Regions from separate parts of the Mus musculus genome. Here all the other regions are linked to region 4. Evidence: chromatin contacts called from public Hi-C and HiChIP or PLAC-seq data. All regions are on one chromosome and are shown on one strand. Each heading gives the region's core, a stretch centred on a gene start, on an enhancer-like site or on the middle of the called end of the contact. The rest is flanking DNA. Distances are from core to core; before and after follow the strand shown.

Region 1 (2,700 bases), core at 160-2,659, 200 kb before region 4:
TATAATGGTGAAATTAAGGGTATAGTCAGTTTATGTACATAAAAGTCATGCCAGTGTGGCACAATTGTCTCTTTCAACACCTTAGTTGTTGCTTTGTGTGTGTGCAGAGTGTAGTGATGGAAGGCGGCTTGATGCTTCACACACTTGATCTAAGGTCCTACATGTTTATCATCTCCTAATTAGAATCCTCAAGAAGTCACTACATGCATTAAAAACAAAAAACAAAACAGAACAAAACAACTGGTTGTCCAATCATTCTCGGCTTGCTCCTACAGAACATTCAAAAAGGTCTGAAGGTTATGAGGCCATTGACAGGCAGAGCAAAGGAGAAAGGACTGTTTCAGAGCGACCGTGGTTTATCTTGATCTCCGACAGTCTGAACACAGTGTAGAAAGTGAGAGGGTCCATCTGCCTGATTGAGTTCATTAGACAGAAGCCCCATTTCCCTCATTTGGGCAAAGTTCTAGCACTGGGTCTCCAGGCTCGACCTGAACTTTAAGGCAATTAGGCTTTTGGCTGCCTGTCTTCTTGTCCGGGCTATGTTCTTATGCCAGCCCTTAGGAGGCTGCATGTTTCACTCTTCCCTGTGTCTGCAGCTATTCCAACAGTCCAGCAGCCAAATCTTGGCTGTCTATGTCAAAAGTTCTCATTGCATTCCCTTCCAGGCCCACAGGTTTTCATGCTATGGAAAGTATATAAGCCGCCTTGTTCCTGCCTTTCTCGCTCTCCTGCTTTACTGATGAATTGTAACACAGCTCCATTTCTCCCTTCTTCATGGGTTTTCTCTTCTCAGTAGGGCAGGGGAAAACTTTCTTTAAAAGCAACTCCTGGAACATCTCAATCCTTTGGTTCTGCTTGGATCAGAGTAGCCAGTCATTTCCCCATGGTCCTTGGTGGTTTGGTGGTTCTGGCACCGCTTGGGATGATGGAATCTCACTCGGAAATGCTTGCTATGAGGCGTGGCTCAAGCCACTTTCTCTTTCTTCCAGCCAACAGCAAAGCAGCCTGCATTCCTGTGACATTGCTGTGTTTGGGACAGATCCTTTGAAAAGGAAGTGTCCCAACTGGATTTATAGCCATGTTCCTTCTCCATATGTTTATCAACCAAGTTCTTGTGTCCCTCTTGCTCTGCGGGGAGTCTTGAGGCTCCTTTACATCAATGTTTTACATTCTTTCCTGTTTTTCCCCACTCACTCTGAATCCTTAGAGCCCATCCTTTCTTAAGTAGCTCTTCTGTGTCTAGAATCCTGCTTTTCACTATCCTGGCTTTCCATCCCTTCCACGAACTCTTAGCATGGTACCATGGTGCCCTGGAAGGAACATTGAGTGGGTGGCTACATAACTGTGTGACCTCGGGCATGCTACACCACTGCTTTGGGTCTTTGCCTTTTTCTTCTAAACACATGGACTGAATCAAATTATGTTTAAGGGGCCCTTCCTGCTGGGGAAGCATGCTGTGAAGTGTGGGGACTTTCAAAAGCCCTGGAATGCATTGCTCAGCGGAAAATTAGTTGAATCAGTTTGTGGTAGTCTATGATAACAATTCTGGTGACCCTGATCTTCTGACCCAATAGGCTGACTTCTTCCTTCAGTATTCTTCTTAATGCTATCTTAAGATAGACTTTGTGAGTTTCCCAGCTTCATGTGTTACCATTTCTGGCTCTTTCTTATTGATCAGTTCATCACTGGCCACTGAACACAAGTTTTGAAAGTCTTTCATAGTCTGCTTTCTCTTCAGATCTTATAAATCTTTCATTTAAACAAAGTTTTTTTTTCATTCATTCACTCATCCATTTGTTCTCCATTGTACTAGACACTGTCTACAGCTCAGGGAATTGATGCTCAAAGAAATTTAATTTTATTGTTTAAATACTGTTTAGAAAGGACAGCTTTTATCTGCATGTGTCAGTATTGTTTTTAAAACTGTCTTTCAGTTCATTGTATTGGTTTAGAGAGCAAATAAAAAATAAACAAACAAAACCCAGAACTTATTAAAAAAAAGATTTATTCAATTTGGGAGTAAGTATTTCAGGCTGGCTGCAGGTTCCCATGGAAATATTTTGATTCAAATCACTGGATCTGAATCAAACATTAGGGCTTCACTTGGAAACATGGGCCTCACTTAAATCTTCATTGTTACACCTTAAGAATGTCACTTTTTAACATTGCTATAATGACAGATGGGCTGAGTAGGTGTGTGATTCTTACAGTAAGAAAATTAAGGCAGGCACTGCTCAGGAAGATTTTTCTTTGGCTTCTTTATAGTGATTCAGTGAGAAGTAGGCATGAAAAATTACATTGAAGGTAAAACCTCAATATTATGGTCTTCTTTCTTAGTGCTCTATTGCTGTGAAAAGACAGGATGGCCATGGGCATTCATATATGCACATGTATACACACATGCACACACACACACACACACTTAACTGAAATTACAGTTCAGAGGTTTCATCCATTATCATGGTAGAAGCATGACAGCACACAGGTATTCATGGTGCTGGAAATGAAGCTATGAACTTCACGTGTGGATCCACAGGCAGCAGGAAGACAGAGCAACTAGGCCCATCTCCAGTGACACACTTCCTTCAATTAGGCCACACCTCCTAATCCTTTCAAATAGTGCCACTCCTTGATGTCTACACGTTCAAATATAAGATCTTCAAACCCGTCTCTTCAAACCACCACATCAGGCCTTTAGCT
Region 2 (2,700 bases), core at 106-2,605, 250 kb before region 4:
ACATTTCCCTCAATTCACAGCCTGTTTGGATACGGTTTTATATCAGGGTGGGGTCCAAAGCCAAGGTCACTTAAGGAGTCACAGAATCAAAGGATCTCAGAGATGGGAGGTACTAGTGATTATTTGTTTCAGTTGTCTTGGTTTATAAGTGAAGGGCCTGAGGTCAGAAGATGTTGCAGCCACCCAAGTCGGTTAAGGGCAGAGCTTGAACTTGGACTTAGGACTGCAACTCTTTCCACAGGGGAAGGCAGTCCTGTCTCTTAAGTCCTTCTCTGCTTGACCATCTGCTCACCAGAGAGGCCTTGATTCTCCTGTTCTTTCAGGGCCTCTGCCTGTCCTGCATGCTACTCTGATAACAGGGCTTTCTTGCTATAGAAGGCCTGTTCACTAGGGAGGGATCAGGCTCCAGGGAGCTCTGTAGGTAGAAAGTGGTGTCTGTGTGTTTTCTGGATGATTGGACCAGTCCTAGCACCTTGGGGAGTCTAGTTTCCTCTCTCCTCTACTGCAGACTGTGCACTGCCAGTTGAATTACTGCTGCTAGGAACAAGGATGTGCATTCAATGGAGGGATGTCACAAGTGACCATGTTACCCGCTAGAGGATTAAAAACAAACATGGGGGGAGTTTGAGGAGCAATTGGGCAGACAGAAGGAGTGGAGATCACAAGAAAAGAGGACATGAAAAGGCAGAGTCCTAGTTGCTGCTTCAATGTAAATGTGTCCAGAGTGAGGCGCTCATGTTAGACCTATGCAAGGGAGTTCACCAACTGATTGAAAAGAGAAAGAGGACATGGATCCAAAGGGGAGTCCTCCCAGAGACTCCTACCATCCCTTCCTTGCTGGCACTGTTTGCAGGGGAATATGGATTCAGTTTGTGCAGCTGCCGGAGGAAGGAGGCATTAGCCTGGAGACCTTACAGTGAAACAGCTCGCATTGCAGAAGCAGACAGATGAGGGCCTATCTCCCACTCTCTGCAGGTGGGGACAGCCCCTGACATAAACGCAACACTTTGTTCACGTCTCTGCCTTTTCATTTTCTTATGGACATTTCTCAACCAAGGCAGGGCCCCACCTCAAGACAGCTCAGATGCCCCCTCTGCCTCCCAAGGGGTTTGGTGTCTTCAGCAAGCAAAGGCACAGCTAGCAGTAAGCCTCCCTTCCCATCTTCCATAGCGCCCTGGGGGGGGGGGGGAAGCAGGGGAGCAGGGGGCAGGTAATTGTGGCTGTAAGCCATGGTGCTGCAGTGGCAGTCTCTGCTCTAACTTTACCCTGTTTCCCAAGGAAGCCCCAGGGAATCTGGACAAGTTGGGGCTGGGGCACAGATACTGGAGAAGGGGTGGGGACAGGACGGCACCCAGCAGATTTCCTGGCACTGTGCCAGGCCAGAGCTGCCTGCTGTGTGCAGGAAATATTCAACATTCTGTGTCTTAAAGAGAGAGCCTGGAAAGGCTCCAAGACTATACTTAATACATCTGCTGGGAGCTACACAGACGGAAACTGGGGGAGGGGGTGTGCAGGAGGGGGGGGTCGGCTGTCGTCTGCAAAAATAACCCTTGCAGGTCCAGCAAAGCACACAGCATCCACAGGGCACAGGTAATAAGCTTGTGCAAAAGTTCTCTCTTAGCTCCAGTTTTGTACACACACAATTCAAAGCTCATTTGTAGCATCAGATCTGTGTTTCTGCTTTATGATCCCGGGAGGTAGGAAGGGAATGTTATTTTAGTTGCTAGAGTATGGATCGGTTTGTTTCCTTTAGCACATAGCCAAACAGAGGGATGGATGGTCAAGTCTTCATCTCACAGAGGAGGGAGCTGATTCAGAAAAACTAAGTTTACCTCTTGTAAGTCCAAGGCTCTGAGTTCAAGCTTGTCCTCTACCCCTCGATGTCTATACCCAAAAAAGAGCAGCCAGGTTCAACAAGCACTGGATAATCCTAGTAAGTGTTTTCACTATACTCTCCATCACAGTCTAGTTTGGGAAAAGACACTGCCCTCCTCCCACCCTCCTAAGGCACCTCTCGTGCAGGGGGTGAGATGGTTAGAAACTAGTAACCGAGGAGGCTTTTGCCATCAGACATATACTCTGAGGCAATTGCAAAGTCCACAGAAGCCAGCAAAGAAACAGACTGACTTAAAGTGATAACTCTCCAGAGGGCTTTGCCCCATGGAGAAAGAAACAGCACACAAACAGCCTCCTTTCTTTAACCTATCCCCACACACACCAGGAAAGAGAGAAACGTCTCTCTCCTGTGTCTCAGTCTCCCAGTCCCATGCTCAGCAGCCTGGTGCTGACTCATTTCCGAAGCTTTGCAGCTCTTAGGTCTTTATCTTCAACTGTAGACTATGTTAAAATATGCTTAAGTTAAAATATGGTGTGGGAAAGATGTGTGCGGAAGCTAAGGGTAGTAGGTGAGTATCCATGAGGAGAGGGAATGAATGTATATAGATGAAATGGATGAAGATGCCAAGCTCTCTGGGGTTTGTATGGAAGAAGAAGGTGACCAGGGAGAGAGAAAAGAAAAAAGAACAGGTGACCTTGAATGTTAAAAAGATGCTTGTTTGCAAAACTTGTTTCCCTTCTTTGAATATGCTCCTGCATCACAATAAACATGCCATACATATACTTATGCCAGCATATCGTGCATATAGATGTATATATAGATTATGCACACACATATACTCACATACACATGTGTGCATGCGT
Region 3 (2,700 bases), core at 50-2,549, 240 kb after region 4:
TGAGCAGAGAAGAAAAGCAATAGAAAATGTTCAGCTGCAGAAAAGCATCCGGGGAGGTTCATTCTTCTCCACAGAGGAAAACACTTCAAGATTTACAGGCAGTCTGGATTTTGGCTAACATTGGGTTTGTTTGTTTGAGGGGGAGGGTGTGTGTGTGTGTGTGTGTGTGTGTGTGTGTGTGTGTGTGTGTGTGTGTGTGTGTGTGTTGTGGTGTTTGGTTGCTCGTGGAGAATAACAGCTTATGTTGGGCATGTCTGTATTCTGTATTGGTTAGTACTGAATGCATTCTGAGCTTACTCACCGTCTGAAATAAAATAAATAATTTTTTTTTATTTCGTTTTACAAAAACCTCCACATAACCTTTGGAAAAACAATGCACTGCCTTGGGTGGCCAAGGACACAGAAATACTGCTACTCTGAAACTCTGTGTGTGTGTGTGTGTGTGTGTGAGAGAGAGAGAGAGAGAGAGAGAGAGAGAGAGAGACTAGGTAACAATCGCTCTCCCTCACTTTCCGGTTTCCAGAGGAATGGTGTGCTCTGGAGCCCTTCATATGTGTGCTTTGTGCCTCTCCTTTCTCCTACATGGGAAATGGGATTTCTTTCATTAGTCCCTCTTGTTAGAATTAAAATCATTTTAAATGAGACACAAAGTATCTTGACGCTCTCTGACTCTGTAAAGGAGACAGTAGTCTCACCTGGAGACCCCCTTTTCTCAGCCAGGCTGGAGCAGGAGCACAGGCTGTCCTCTGGGGTCTTTCTCATCTCCCTTTTGAGATTATTATTCTAAAGAGCCATTTCTGTGTCCTCTCCTCTCGGGTACAATAGCTCAACAACCGTTTCAGTGTGTGAGGTAGCCCCAGAAGCTAAGACATTTGGAGCTGACATTCAAAAGAGAGACCCCCAAAACAACAAATCATTAAAAAAACAACAAAAAAAAAAACCCTGTTTACAGAGACAGGGAATGCGAGTCTAGCAAAGCTTTCCTAATGAGAGGAAGTGTTACAAATCCTGAGAGAGATTCAAATCAGAATAGATCGAGGATAGAGAGGGGCTAGGAAAACCCCTCAACCCCTGGGCACTTAGAAAAAAACCTAACAAGGTTGAGGAGAAGAAAGGAAATGTGCAAAATAGCCAGCGAGGTGACCCACCGTCCTGCGTGCGCCTTGACTCTTGCCGAGGGGAGTAACAGCCACAGCAGTGACATCGGAGTTCTAGCGGGTCAGGTGCCACCTCTGCCCAGCGCTCTCGCCCTCCCCGGCAGGATAGAAAACCATGCTCGAGACAGAGAAGGAGCAAACAGGCGCCACCGCCAAGTCACGGACCCCCATCAGCACCGGCTGGTCTCTGAAAGCCTTGGATCAAGGGTCCCATTCAAAGGCAACGAGGAAGCAGACAGTGGCAAATCAGACCCTGGCGGGCCTTCTGGAATAATTTAACTCCTCGCTCCAGCATTTAGATGGGGATAGCAAGAAACACAGGCGAGAGCTCCTTCACACCGAGGCGCGAGCATATGCCTGCATCTCGGTGGATGTATTTTTAGACACGCTGTCATGGGCAAGGCAGCCTGCGACAGCTTTTGCTTCCCAATGTGGGTGCCGCCTTCTCTGCAGCCTGAAAGCAGCTGAGAGAGCCCAGGGTAGCCATACACATCTCTCAGCAAGCCAAAGGTCAGGCAGGAGAAGAGCACACCCACCCCCAACCATAAGCCATTGTCCCTGTGCTCAGAAAGCAGTCGAAACATTTTCAAGATGTGTTCTAGAAGGAGGGTCATGTGCTGTGGCCGTGTGTGCACTTCCTGTCTTTGCAGGCTGAAAGCATTAGCAGGATTCAGACACACCTTGGGGAAGAAAATTCTAGCATAGGCCCGCCCAGAAGAATAAAAACATTAGGCTGGACATGTGTTATTAATAACACATACTAAACTTTTCAATGCATCCAAACCATATTATTCTAGAAAAAAAAAAATAAAGATGAGTGACCCTTTGTGGTAGATTTAAATGTGCTGTGAAAATCTGGGTATCTAGCCTGAAATTTTTAAATAATAAACTCTCATCTCATTAAAATACAATAAACTACTACACAAATACCTGGGCATTACTTTGTGAACCAAAGCAACCAAGTCTAGTGTGTTCTAATCTGATCTGGAGATTTTTGCCCCCAATGACATATTTTAGAAGACCCCCTTAAATTTTTCATATTAACGTACTTATGAAATATGTATGCAGACATACCTGATGTATGTAAAAATTCTCAAGTTAATTTGAATTTATGGGAAAAAAATCTTTTGGAAGAGTAGGTTAAGCAATCAACATAGCAAGATAACCATAAACAAAATCTCTAACTACATACCAGTGTCTCTGGGGTTTCATATATTCTGAGAATGGGGAGTGGAAATAAGCCAAAGCAACCTTGTAACATGCAACATTGTAAATAAAACTGCTTAAGACATGAGCAAAATGTCTGCCTTCCACATTGGGGAGTCTCTCTTTTCCTCTCTGCCATATGTAGGTAATCTACGAAAGAGAGCTGTCCAAAATGGGTTAACTCCCAACTCCTAGAAAGCCCACAGACACACACTCTGAGTTCTCCTCTTCCTTTAAGGGCAGAGACAGTGTACGATTTCACATTGTAAATCTCACAAGGCCTGAATAAAGCTCTCACAAGAACTGACAAAGAAAGAATAATTCACGTCAGACCAAA
Region 4 (2,700 bases), core at 50-2,549:
GTACAATTTTAAATGCAACATGTCTGTTCTCTTGTTGTTGTTGGTGGTGGTAGTTTTTATTCTGTAAAAGTCAAGATTAAAAACAAAACAAAACCAAAAAAAACACTTCACAGGCCCTGTGTTTTTACACTGCTAGGCATCTAACAGATGATCTAAGGTATGTGCTAATGAATTTAGCTTATACACGATGAAAAATCAAGAGATTTTGAACTATTATGCAGGAATTTATAAAACCCTGGATGGATTTCCTGACTGCTATAATTATTTAATTCTTTCAGAATTATCCCTCTCCACCCCACAAACCTCCTCTTGCCAAAATTATCAAGATAATTAAGGAAGGAGTGGGAAGGTCAGAATCTCAACCATTTTGAATACCAAGCTGACCAAATAATTCTGGCTCTCTCTGCTTCATTTGTAATGGAATAGTACTTGCTTCTGCTTGGTGTCATGTATGTGCGAGCTGCATTTGATCTCTGGCAGGAGACAGTCTTCAGACGGAATGGGATTTGTCCTCACTCCGGTTGGCCACGCATACCGCAGCCAGTGCGGTTGAATCTTGCCTAGCACTGGTTATGCTAACTGCCACAGCGTTACCAACTGAAGATGGCGTATAGACATTGTCCATCTTCTTCCTGATCAGACACAAAAGAGGAGAGATTCAGACACCACCCTTTGAGGTCACAACTTAGGAGACTGCCCCTTTTACAACATTCTTCACCTTAACAAGGAAACCAAACAATTCCAGGAGGGCAAAGCAAGCCATCAGCAAACTTGTTTAAAATGGCCCAGCCGGATACAGACGTTTTAAGAGGTGAATAATGAGGTGGAAAATATCAGACTTGAAAAAATAAACAAAAGCCTAGGTGTTTAAACATACAAAAGTCATGAAACCATTTATTTTTGGAAGTACTTTGGATTCATTCAGGTGGCCGTAATGAGGACTAGCCCAATAATAAGTAAGAGCCCTTTCCTGCCTTTGAAGAACAATGGATTCGTCGTAGACTCCCATTTGTAAAAGAAACAATCCTGATTTTATATGTGATTATCTCATGAAAAGACTGCCACAGTTTGGAATTCTTTTGTTGGCACCGTATTTCACAGACATTGCACACCTGGAGAAATAATTTAATCAGTAGTTAGATTCAATTATTCATTGGTCATACACAGCACTCATCAGTTTTAGGAGCAGCAAGACACAGGAACTGTTGCTTATAAAAGGGGAAAAGCTGGCTCGGTTAGCTACCTTCATAGAGATCGTTCTCCGTGGAGAATGTAATCCTTCGGCGGTTTCTATTCCTGGAATGGACTCAGTATTTGTGGTGGCAGGGAGTGGGGGTGTAACACCAGTTATGGGTCTGAAATGGGAAAAGCAAAGCAAAGCAAATGGACAAATTGCACGTTAAATACATTGAAGGGAGGGGTTGTATTTTTACAGGTATCAATTATCAGCGTTACAAGTAATAAATAATGCTAAATAAAACATGTAACTAAACGGGCATTAAAGGGCCTTTACGTATATAGAAGACAAGAAAAGCTTTTTTCCCCCCTTCCTATGCTGCAGACTGCAGGCATTTCCCTCTGCCTCTGTCAAGTGCAATTCTTTCTTGATGAATGACAAGGCAGGATAATAGGCTGTGGTCACCATGGCAACCAGACAGCAGCCCTGTGTGCCTAGCATTTTTTTTTCATCTGAAAATGAAACCAGAAGCAAAGAAAAGCTGAAAATGTAACCAACAGATTAACTGATACAAAAAAAGAAGAAGAAGAAGAAAAGAAAGAAAGGAAGAAAAATAGGGACAAAAAGCGAAGTTAGATTACAAGCAATTAAATTACAGTGGCCCAGTCCTCCCCAGCCTCTCCCGGTCTCTCCCACACAACAACCGGATATTTCAAAACACTATTTGATGAACGTGAAAAAAAAATGTTTTGTTATGCTCTTTTTAAATCTCTTTTCTCCAAAAGGTTTTCTTTCTTTTTTAAAATCTAGAGATCACTGGGGTCCTCGACTCTGTTTTTGTTTTAAGTCAGTTAATTTCATTAAACATGGCAGTTCATTGAGCTTTATGTGTTGAGTTTGCTCTGGAATTTCTAAGTTCCTTTCCATGGTCCTTTCCTGGGACTCTCCAGAGACCATAGGCTGCATGTGCAACAGTTTTATCTGCGAGGGGCGGGGGGCGGGGGGGGGGAGGCTGGGAGACCTAGAGCTGAGCAGGAAGACAATTCCCTATTTGCCCCTGTGGTTGTATAGGCTCCAGACACTGGATGCTGGCTAACGAGCATTCCTCTTCCCTGGAGCTAAGAGAACACTACAGATCTGCTCCATCTCAGGGGAAGGTAGCCAGCCACTTCAGAGTGTTATGTATTCTGACTGTTTATTCCATCTCAAAAATCTTCATTGCAGTTTGTCTCAGAGATGTTTCCAGTCTCTACTAAACACACACACAAAAAAAGCAAGAAGGCAGACCTAAAGGAGTGTGCCCTGAGAGTGGTTGTACTTACATTGGATATTCGGTATAGGCTAAGAAATTTCAGCAGGTAGAGAGCAAACACCCCAGCAGGAGCTAAGTCTTGTAACTTCAGAAGATGAAGCACAAATTAAACACATCTTGGGACCAAGATATTTGGTATGAGTCCTATCTCAGCCCTTCCTTTGGTGATATGATAGTGCATATCAGGGCTTAGCATCAAAGAGCCAGTTAC
Region 5 (2,700 bases), core at 73-2,572, 220 kb before region 4:
AGGTGTGAATACTTACACAGTGTGATGGTTTGTACTCAATACCAGCTTGGTAGGATCTAAAGCCGCTCGGAGACAAACCCCTGAGGATGTTCATGAAGGGTTTTCTTTTAGACTAGCATCAGCAAGGTGAGACATATAACTGCTTGGCTGAATACAGAAGAGAGGGCCAGCTGAGCACCAGCTAGCGCCCATGGCTCTCTGCTTCCAGAACACAGATGTAATATGGGCAGTTGTCGTATGCTCCTTCCTGGCCATGATCGGCCATAGGCTCAAGGTATGAGCTCCAGTAGACCGTTCCTCTCTTACATTGTTTTTTGTCAGGTGGTTTGCTGACCTTTGAAATTGCCAGCACCACAATATTGCCAGGTACAAAGCTCAGAGTAGAGACCCGAGCAAATGAGTAAATAAGTAAATATCATTAGATTTTCTTTTTCAGATATTTCTTGGTTTATTAGTTTCTATTGGGCAGGATGCATAACTATCCAGGGATGTATAATGATGTCGGACTGTGAATTTTACGTGCCTGTCTGACATGTGGGTGCTCCTTGACCCTGACCTTTGTCCTTTTGCTTCCAGGTTAGTTTATGGGCCAGGTGAATGATATAATCCCACAGAATCCATGGTTGCACTTGGAGGGTGAACCTTGTCTTCTGTCTTGCAGACTCTGCTTCCAGAACAGACGGCTCCCTTCAAGAGAACCCAGTAGTTCACTCCCAGGTCTCAAAGGTGCTTGGAGTCAGCTAGGTTTCAGAGTAGTTTCAGATCAATCTCAAGAAGGAGGAAGCAGGCAAACCAACTGGTTATTGTCACAGGATTCTTTGTTTTGCACAGTCCAGCAAATTTTCCTTCTTCTATGACTATTGCAAAGGAGTGGGGGCAACAGAGGTGGGAGTGTAGGCCATGAATATTTAATCATGGCAAAGCAGGAACATATTATTTAGACAAACTGCTTAATAGCAACACTAGCCCCTCCTTTTTGGGGGGTGGCAGGGGTGCTGTCTCAACAACCCAGCTCCAGTCTTATGCATGCTTTAATCTTGGTTTCCTTTGAGGGGCTCCCATCTCTCCATCAAACTGCATCTCTAATTTAAACAGCTGTTAATAAGGGTTAAATCTGCAGGCTGAGCAGGCCCTTCACTCGTTACTTGCGAAGGGGAGGGGGGAATCAATGGAGCAGGAAGCCAGAGGGGCGTCCATTTTGAAAAGGTGTAATGAATTACGTTTCCTTAGTAAAGCTGGCAACCTCCAGTCCAGCTCCCACCGCCTGCCTTTCACATACTCAAGCCCTCTGTGACACATCAAATTTAATGAGACTGCACAGATCTCAAATAAGGAAGGGGAGCGTTGTTACTACCGCTGCCTGGGCACTTTATTAAGGAGGATCAGAGAGAACTCTCTGGCTTTAAAAAGAGCCCTTAAAGGCGAAGGGTATTTTGGCATGAGTGGAGGGAGGTCTCCGATTGCCATGGTTCAGGTCCCCTCTGGAGCATTTTAACAACCCAAGTTCAGTGTGAGCTTTGGGATCACAGGGTTAGCAAACAGCTCCTCAAACCTCAGGACCACTACAACCAAGAGGATTGTGGTAGGTAACGAGGAAGGTTTTGATTTAAGCTATCCCCCCACCCCAAGGCCATTAGAAGCACACAGAGAGAAGCCAGTATTTCTGTCGTAGGTTTGAGAGGCAGTGTATTATCCAGATACCAAGAGACATTATCTCATGTGCCGTTCTTGTTAGTAATTCATCAAGCTGAAAAGAGAAAATACTTTAACCTGGATCTTCAGTGGACTTGTTTACAATACGAGAAGGGTAAGGGTAGGCTTTGACTTGACACCAAAATTTAGTTAAAGTTCTGGTCAGTTTCAGAGAACAAAAGAAGTGACTCATGATATGCCAAGCCAAGAAAGTTTGTGACAGGCATTCACATCTTCAGAGAAAAAAATTTTCTTTTTCTGGTTTCTAGAACTTTTTTTTCTTAACCTCCTAATCAGTGTTAAGATTTTTTTTCTCTCTTTTACCCTATGTGAGAGAAAAATGTAAAATAAAATAAGACAAAAGATTTTTGACCTTTTACATTAACCTGTAGTCATTTGCCAGATACGGGGGCTGAGTGGTTTATGGTCCTGACATTGTAAGGAGCATGCTTACAGAGTGCCAAGCCATAATGGGTTTTGATCAGTAGGTTGCCATGTGTGACCTTGGGCATAGTCCATATTAATTATCAATATCTAGCACATAGCAGGAGTAGTATTAATGGCCACTGACACATGGACACACTTCTGTGCTGTAGATGTGGTTATTGTCATTTCACAGATCGGGGCCCACAGCCTAGCAATGGGTTTGAGGTCACCTTGCTAGTGAGACGCAGAGCCATGCATCTTTATCTGGTCTTCCTCCTACAAAGCCTGAACTCCTAATCACAGTTTTCATGTTTCAACCCTGCTCTTTTTAAAAGCCTTCTTTGGGGCTAGAGAGAGAAAGTTAAAGAGCACTTGCTTCTCTTTCAAAGGATTTGTTTCCCAGCATTCATGCTGAGTGGCTCACAACCATCTGTAACTCTACACTCCAGGGGGCTCTGGTGCCCTCTTCTGGTGTCTGATGGTACATGCATGCATGTGTGCATACACATACAGTTAGACACACATACACATAAATAATAATTAAAAAAAACTAAGACTCTAGAAACATATAGAAACCAACAA

The links. A called contact is a pair of places that touch in the nucleus more often than the background predicts. HiChIP or PLAC-seq counts read pairs in DNA pulled down with a chosen protein or histone mark.
Region 1: a contact with region 4 is called in a Hi-C map of embryonic fibroblasts, with 6 times the contacts expected there. The contact joins two enhancer-like sites. A contact is called at or near these places in 6 of 484 Hi-C or Micro-C datasets (cortical neurons, embryonic fibroblasts, muscle stem cells and 1 more) and 8 of 115 datasets of contacts at active chromatin or transcription factors (craniofacial prominence, embryonic brain, embryonic fibroblasts and 5 more).
Region 2: an H3K4me3 HiChIP or PLAC-seq map of embryonic limb bud shows a contact between it and region 4, with 5 times the contacts expected there. The contact joins two enhancer-like sites. A contact is called at or near these places in 1 of 484 Hi-C or Micro-C datasets (nephron progenitors) and 9 of 115 datasets of contacts at active chromatin or transcription factors (astrocytes, craniofacial prominence, embryonic basal ganglia and 6 more).
Region 3: a contact with region 4 is called in an H3K4me3 HiChIP or PLAC-seq map of forebrain, with 2.8 times the contacts expected there. The contact joins the promoter of Mir100hg here to the enhancer-like site in region 4. A contact is called at or near these places in 1 of 484 Hi-C or Micro-C datasets (cortical neurons), 5 of 115 datasets of contacts at active chromatin or transcription factors (embryonic basal ganglia, embryonic hindbrain, embryonic midbrain and 2 more) and 1 of 9 other capture datasets (embryonic stem cells).
Region 5: an H3K4me3 HiChIP or PLAC-seq map of embryonic limb bud shows a contact between it and region 4, with 5 times the contacts expected there. The contact joins two enhancer-like sites. A contact is called at or near these places in 2 of 484 Hi-C or Micro-C datasets (the N1E-115 cell line and nephron progenitors) and 7 of 115 datasets of contacts at active chromatin or transcription factors (astrocytes, embryonic basal ganglia, embryonic forebrain and 4 more).

The regions. Positions count from the first base shown.
Region 1 is chr9:41,807,745-41,810,444 of GRCm38.p6, reverse strand. All of the region lies in intron 1 of Gm35940 (a long non-coding RNA gene), which reads right to left. Among named protein-coding and RNA genes, the nearest start is that of Gm35940, 3.5 kb to the right of the region's middle. Within about 2 kb of position 1,409, at least 60 of the 459 cell types and tissues checked have an H3K27ac peak or open chromatin away from gene starts, as enhancers often do. A contact at or near this core is called in embryonic fibroblasts and muscle stem cells, where this site is marked.
Region 2 is chr9:41,859,561-41,862,260 of GRCm38.p6, reverse strand. All of the region lies in intron 3 of 6720432D03Rik (a long non-coding RNA gene), which reads left to right. Among named protein-coding and RNA genes, the nearest start is that of 6720432D03Rik, 15 kb to the left of the region's middle. Within about 2 kb of position 1,355, at least 85 of the 459 cell types and tissues checked have an H3K27ac peak or open chromatin away from gene starts, as enhancers often do. A contact at or near this core is called in craniofacial prominence, embryonic basal ganglia, embryonic fibroblasts and 2 more, where this site is marked.
Region 3 is chr9:41,375,125-41,377,824 of GRCm38.p6, reverse strand. Mir100hg (Mir100 Mirlet7a-2 Mir125b-1 cluster host gene) reads right to left here and starts at 1,299. Exons shown (of 5, transcript NR_131928.1): 1 at 1,149-1,299.
Region 4 is chr9:41,611,215-41,613,914 of GRCm38.p6, reverse strand. It overlaps a transcript of Mir100hg not described here. Among named protein-coding and RNA genes, the nearest start is that of Mir125b-1, 31 kb to the right of the region's middle. Within about 2 kb of position 1,299, at least 126 of the 459 cell types and tissues checked have an H3K27ac peak or open chromatin away from gene starts, as enhancers often do. A contact at or near this core is called in the N1E-115 cell line, cortical neurons, craniofacial prominence and 5 more, where this site is marked.
Region 5 is chr9:41,833,478-41,836,177 of GRCm38.p6, reverse strand. Gm35940 (a long non-coding RNA gene) reads right to left here. Exons shown (of 3, transcript XR_379298.3): 3 at 1,661-2,700. Among named protein-coding and RNA genes, the nearest start is that of Gm35940, 29 kb to the right of the region's middle. Within about 2 kb of position 1,322, at least 19 of the 459 cell types and tissues checked have an H3K27ac peak or open chromatin away from gene starts, as enhancers often do. A contact at or near this core is called in the N1E-115 cell line and embryonic limb bud, where this site is marked.